Linked DNA regions of Gossypium hirsutum: region 1 is linked to region 2. The links are chromatin contacts, called in public Hi-C maps. All regions are on one chromosome and are shown on one strand. The core of a region is the stretch at or near the end of the contact, and the rest is flanking DNA. Distances in the headings are between cores, read along the strand shown. Region 1 holds the start of LOC107916563. Region 2 overlaps LOC107916519 (phosphatidylinositol 3-kinase, root isoform).

Region 1 (3,465 bases), core at 53-2,552, 74 kb before region 2:
TCACTTGGAAATGGTTTGCCAACCATTCATTTTCTTTTGTTAAAACTTATAAGAACCTTTCCTCACTTGGTAGTGTTGAATCATTTATGAACTGGAACCTGATTTGACAAAATAAAGCCCCAGGACGAGTTCATGTTTTTTCTTTGGATGTTTTGGTAGAATCGGCTCTTGACCAATGGTGAGCAGGCTCGAAGACACATGACTAATGAAGGACATTGCCCTCGATGCAGGAATTCCTTTTAGTCAAGTATTCATGCAATCCGAGATTGTGAATTTTTTAAAGCAGTTTGGCATGTTGCTGTTACTAACATTGCTAGAAATGCTTTCTTCTCAAGAAATGTGAATGAATGGTTAGTCTGAAACTTGACAAATCAAGGGGGTTTATTGATAAGGAGGAGGATTGACAGACACAGATTTTTATTTTGTGTTGGCTGTTATGGAAAAGTCGCAACAATTTTATCTTTAATAATAGCCATAGTTGCATTGAAGATACTATTTTTATAGGATTTACTTGGGCTAAAAGTATTGTGAACTAAGGTTCAGTTGAGCTTTTTCGACATTCAAAGGTCATCCCTGCATATTGGATGCCATCAAAGATAGGGTGGATCAAACTCAACAAGATGGTTTTGTTTCGGCTCTCGCTAATAGTCCTTCGATTGGAAGAGTTTTCAAAGATTCTTGCACGAATTGGCTGTGTGCTTTTGCTATGAGGACTAGCAAGGATACGATTTTCAAGGTTGAATCAAAAGTTATTTTAGAAGGACTCACCGTAGCATAAAAGACTAGTTTTAAACAGTTGGAGTTGGAATGTAATAATGCTTTGTTAGTTGAAACACTCCTAGCTGGAGATGTTGCAAATAGTAGGATGTTAGAGTTGCGCTTGATCCATCAACTCTTACGCCGCAACTGGAAAGTTCAGATTCAACATATTCCCAGAGACCACAACAAAATTATCGATCATATGGCTAAAATTGCCAGCTTAAGTTACAACAACTTGCAGTTGTTTGAAGAACCTTCAGTCCTGATCCAAGAACTACTTAATGACCATCTTGCTACTATGTCCAATATCGCACATGAGTGTTTTCTTTACCTTATAGTCACTATTTTACTGTATTTTTTCTATCAAATAAAATAAAATAAAAATAATTATTATTATCAATTGATATACTATTTCATCAATAAAATAAATATAATTATAAGTTTAAAATTAATATATTTAAAAATCTCACGTAATTATACATCATTTAAAACTTAATTTAAAAAAAATATATAAACTGTGCAGAACTTCTCGTAGTTACGCGATAATTTCCAATCTATATTAGGATGAGATAAACTTGGCTATTGAATTTTCACTCATTTTCTCAGTATTTGTCTTACTTTTCATTCCAAAAGCTCTTACATTTCTACTTCGATTTGCCTTTTTTTCTGGTCCCCTAATTTCTGCTTTTGGGTTTTCTGTTCTCTACCTTTTCTATCTTTTCTATCTTTTCTATCTTTTTCTCCTTAACTTTTAATGGGTATGTATTCGAATTGGCCTTCTTTGAAGGAGAATCTTGAATTTTGCTGCAAAAACCATCAAAAACTGCTAACTGCTTAGTATTTGACTCGAAGTTGTTTTCTTTATGCTTTTTGATATATATATTTTTTAATCTGGCGTTGCTTCGAGGCTGGCTTAATATGATTAATCGTATAAAGGGCTTGTCTGTGGCTGTAATTTCTATTTGAAACTGATTCTAGGAGTTTTTACTCCTCCATTCTTACCGAGGGTTTTGTTTGACTTCATCTTTGGTACTTAGGTTCACGGCCAAAAATATGAATATTTGGCTCTTAGGATGACCACCTTACATTCAACTTTAATGAATAAGCTTTATGATGTATGTTTTATCATTCATCCTCTTCTTAGTCGAAGTTCTAAAATTTTGGAAGTTTTGATAGGATTTTAAATCACTTGCTGATGTGATAGTGGATTAACAGTTGTATTACTATGTTTTAGATTTAACAGGTGAGATGCAAGGGAAAAATGGAAAACCCAAGCTTCTTGATCAAGCTTTTTCTGCCTTTTTTGTGCAGCTTCCTAACAAACTTCAAAACCATCTTAAGGTTAGCCATTTCTCCTACGTAGGGGGGAATTCATTTAATTGACTATTATTTTAAAGTATCTCTGAATTTGAATGAAAATTCCTTTTTTTTTTTTTTGGCCTCAGTCACAGTTCAAGGGATTAGCAAAAGATAATGATGGATTTGAATCTGCGAACTCTTTTCTCGAGAAGGAGAAGGGTTCATTTGCTGGATTGAGGATTGATCTGGAGAAACAATTGCAAGCTTGGAGAGAAAATCCTTCGTGGGTCAATCAACCTCCAGAAATAAAGGTAAAGAGTTATTGGGAACTTTCATGGTTTCCTTCTCAACAGCTATGTGACCCGAACTCTTCATTTTTCATGAAGTACCCATACTAGCATTTGTATCCGACACATAGTTAAACAAGGATACAAGTATCTGACACTCACTCTCGAGTGCCTGCTAGTAAAAGCTTTTAACTCTATGCCAGTCAAAAGCATGAACTTTCCTAGTGCTATTTCACTCATATAGCCAAAGTTGTAGAAATCCCTTGGCTTCTAATTTTAAAATATAATTTGCCCTACATTGCTGTTATCTACATTCTTGGATATTTTATTCTAAGGGTCCATTAATTTGCAAAGAATTAGGCTAATGTTATTCTTGGCAGGTTAGTGTGCCAAAAGGTTCTCTTTGCAACCTTAAGGCAAAACTTGATGTTGGGTTGCCCCCAGATGCAGTGTATGATATTTTAACTGATCCTGATAGTAAGAGAATTTTCAAGAACATTAAGGTAAGAGCGGTATATTTTGACCCATAATAGTAGATTGAAGTTTTCTATTTAGGACACCATTGCCAATTTGATGCAATGGCATTCCCAGCTTCAATGCTTCAAGCAGTCTCAGGAAATTCATATATTTATTTCATGAACTGATATTCTGCTTCAGGAAGTGATATCTAGAAAGGTTTTAGTTGATGAAGGTCAAAGACAGGTGGTTGAGGTGGAGCAAGCTGCTTTGTGGAGATTCCTTTGGTGGTCAGGTACCATCTCAGTTCGTGTTCTAGTGGATCAAAACCGGGAAGATCACTCGGTAAGGATTTTCTCAGTTTCAATTTTAAAAATCCATGACTGAATCTTTTCTGTAAGTAGGACTTTGGCGGTCTATTTTGGTTGCTTTTTTTCTTTTTTGAAGTTCAAATATAGGGTTCATCTGTTTTGAATCTCCACTTAGCTTGCCATTTAATTGATTCTAGCTCTTTATTTCTCTTTTAAGTGCTCGTATCTAACACATGGGTATGAGGAAATCAGATCCTAATATCCTCCAGAAACATGAAAAAACTTAGAAATCATATCATATCTGTATCCTACTTTTGAACAAAAGATATAACTTATTTGTAAAAAGATTATGC
Region 2 (3,043 bases), core at 405-2,904:
AGCACAAACCAAGACGAGTTACGTCGTCGTTCGGTCAAGAAAGCTTATAAAAGTACTGTAGGAAGGAAAGACAAGAGGAAGATGGCAGTGAAGTCAGAGTCAAACTCCAACAAAGACTGAAGTTACATTTCGTTTAAAATTTGGAGAATATAACTTAAAGATACTATTATTATTTTGGATTTGGTTGTTGGTTTTTGTTTTCTTTTATTTTTATTTATTATTTGCATATGCTTTTATTTTTTGTGTTTGTATTTTTTTTCTATGTAGGTCATCCACTCAAGGATCGTACTACAATTTCGTGTTTCGCATAACTGTATAATTATTAAAAAACATTACAAAATTATAATAATTTGTGTAATTGAATTTAGAGTTTAAAGTTTCTAATAATTTGTATAATTATAAGTTTTTTGTAATAATTTGTGTAATAAAGTAATATAAAAACATTACAAATGTTAAAAAAAATTATGTAATAATTTATGTAATGTAATTATACAAAAAAATTATGAGAATTATAATAATTCCTATATGGATAATTATTCTATATATTGCAAATGAAGCTACCATTTTTTTCAAGAAAAAATTATAAGTACATGTGATGATATATTAAATTCACTTGTATAGTTTTTTATTAGTTTGTATTCTGATTATTTGTGTATATTAAATTTATAATATTTTTATAACATTAGTTTTTATTTAAATTTTTTAATGAATTTTTCAAAAAATTGATTAATAAATTGAAAAAGGTAATGTGATTACAAAATGTTTTAAAAATACTTAACTAATTTAGAATCAATTAAAATTGATCATGTTCTGGTTATTAATGTTAATACGTTATAATTTAAATTATATTATCAATAATTTCTTTCAGGTAAAATTGTTGATATTTGATTTTTTGTAATTTTATATTTATCTTTTACTCTACTTTAATCAATGAATGTAAATAACTCTTATTATATTTGAAAAGTATAAATTTAATTTGATAAATGCTATTAATATGTATCTTTTTTTAAAACTATATTTTAAGCTTAACAATTTAATATTCATTAATTTTAATATGATAACAATAAAAGTTAATTAAGTGAAAAAAAGAGAGGAATTTACCCAATTTGTAAATAAGTGTAAAAAAAAAAACCTTTGTTTTTTTTTTAATCATCCGTACTTCAAAGGTATATATTTTCTTGAATATTTGTATCAACGTTTTAGCATACGTTTTTGAACGAAAATTAGATATTGTTTAAAACATTTTCATTTCCTTATGATGTCATCAAAGTTGTAAAATTTTCATAAAGAAGATTTTTGCATGTTGATTTTAAGAATACTGTGAACTAGTTGCGTAAATTTATAATTTTAATATTTTTTCAGTCGTTCGCTTAGATTTTTATAATTTTTTCAAAAGAAACAATGTTTAGATTTTATTTCCATGAAAAATGTGTTGAATGATTTTACTTCCATTTAGGTTTTTTATTTTTTATATTTTTTTTATTAAACGCATAATATGAAATATTCAAATCACTAAAATTAAGATTTTATTTCCATTTCTCAGCTTTACACTTTCTAAAGATTCAAATTCACAACACAAAGTCATAACCTAAGTTTAAATAAATATAAGACGCTCTGGGTGTGGGAAAAATTATGTGCCCACATCTTTACCAAAATTACTTCCAAGAGGAGCATCTGCAAGGACCCCCCCTGTGCAGGAATCCAAGGCATGAAAATCATACATCGCAGACAAGGATACGATGAGGTCAACATCCAATCTGACAATCTCGAGATCGTTGTAGCTATTAGTAACAGCAAACTTGAAGGATCAAACTCTACCCTAATCAAGAGGATTCAACAAATACTAGCTAATGAAGAGAAGTGGACTTTGAGATGTGTTCCTAGAGAGAATAATAGGATTGCAGATGCTTTAGCAAAACTGGCTCTCTTGAATGATGAAGAATTGCACATGTTTAATGATCCCCTATGGAGATTGAAAAGGTCCTAAAAGAAGAAAACACTATTGGCAATTCACTTATGAACACTTCTATGTAATCTTTTGTATATTCTACCAAAACAAAAAAAAAAAAAAATTCATACATCGCGTTGGTTGAAACTATCCAGTTCGTGGACACAGTTCTAAGTCATATCAGAGCATACAACCCAAGCATAAAGGACTATATTTGCAATCATTCACAATATCAGATCGGGTTTACCTCCTCAATGACCTTCGCAGAGAGCACACCAGCTGGCATAAACCTGTCAGATTTTATCATTGGTTGATAGCCCAGTCAGTTTCAGCCACTGTGAGATCTTTTTTGCCTTAAACCTTAATGAACTAACGGGGCACAACCTCAAAATATTGAAGGGCTAGTCCAAGTGGGGGTGAGAGCAAAGGAGGCAAGCTAAATATACCCCTATGTATTTACAACAGGTATTCAACATCCTGAACTTGATTTTGAGATCAGCGCCAGTATTGAGCCCACCGGTGAATAGTCTCAACCATTTGAGGAAACAAGGCACTAACACTCTCATTGATAAGATCCTGGAAGAAATGTATGCAGGCCTCATCATCTAAGTCCAACCGGAACTTCTCTTGGAGCTATACCAAAAGAGAACAGTTCAAAATGGGTTAAAAAAAAAAAGAGCGGGTCCCAGAATGATCATCGGATTCAGAACATAAGGAACCCACCTTGAGGATGCCTTTTTCAGGATCAGATGCTATGTCAGGAATGTTGGAACCGGCCATGAGATGGAAAAGATTTAATATAAGGTTGCTGGATTTACGGAGAATGTTGTATGCTTCACAACAATAGGATTTGAACCTTGTATAATATTGGCTGCAAAATGAAAAGCCATTTATGCACCCCTTAATGTCTCGGCAAAGAATTTAAATTTCCTTGGTCATGAACAAATATGGGCATGCGTAATCTAATACTTAACCAGAAAGAGATGGAAAGAAAGCGGGAGGGGGAGGAGGAGGAGGAAGAAAATTACCTCTCTGCTCCACCCATAGCTTCAACCATTTCTTTGCAAAGTTTCATTGGTGGTGGAAATGGCTTAG

The links. Hi-C and Micro-C count contacts between places; a contact is called where the count stands out from the background.
Region 1: a contact with region 2 is called in a Hi-C map of leaf, with 2.3 times the contacts expected there. The contact joins the promoter of LOC107916563 here to the enhancer-like site in region 2. A contact is called at or near these places in 6 of 34 Hi-C or Micro-C datasets (anther, hypocotyl and leaf).

What each region holds. Positions count from the first base shown.
Region 1 is chrA01:101,898,112-101,901,576 of Gossypium_hirsutum_v2.1, reverse strand. LOC107916563 reads left to right here and starts at 1,302. Exons shown (of 6, transcript XM_041110996.1): 1 at 1,302-1,517; 2 at 1,994-2,100; 3 at 2,205-2,369; 4 at 2,726-2,848; 5 at 3,003-3,146. The coding sequence starts at 1,514.
Region 2 is chrA01:101,825,277-101,828,319 of Gossypium_hirsutum_v2.1, reverse strand. LOC107916519 (phosphatidylinositol 3-kinase, root isoform) reads right to left here. Exons shown (of 17, transcript XM_016845774.2): 15 at 2,977-3,043; 16 at 2,672-2,819; 17 at 1,510-2,581. The coding sequence ends at 2,444. Among protein-coding and RNA genes, the nearest start is that of LOC107916519, 14 kb to the right of the region's middle. Within about 2 kb of position 1,654, at least 1 of the 9 cell types and tissues checked has an H3K27ac peak or open chromatin away from gene starts, as enhancers often do.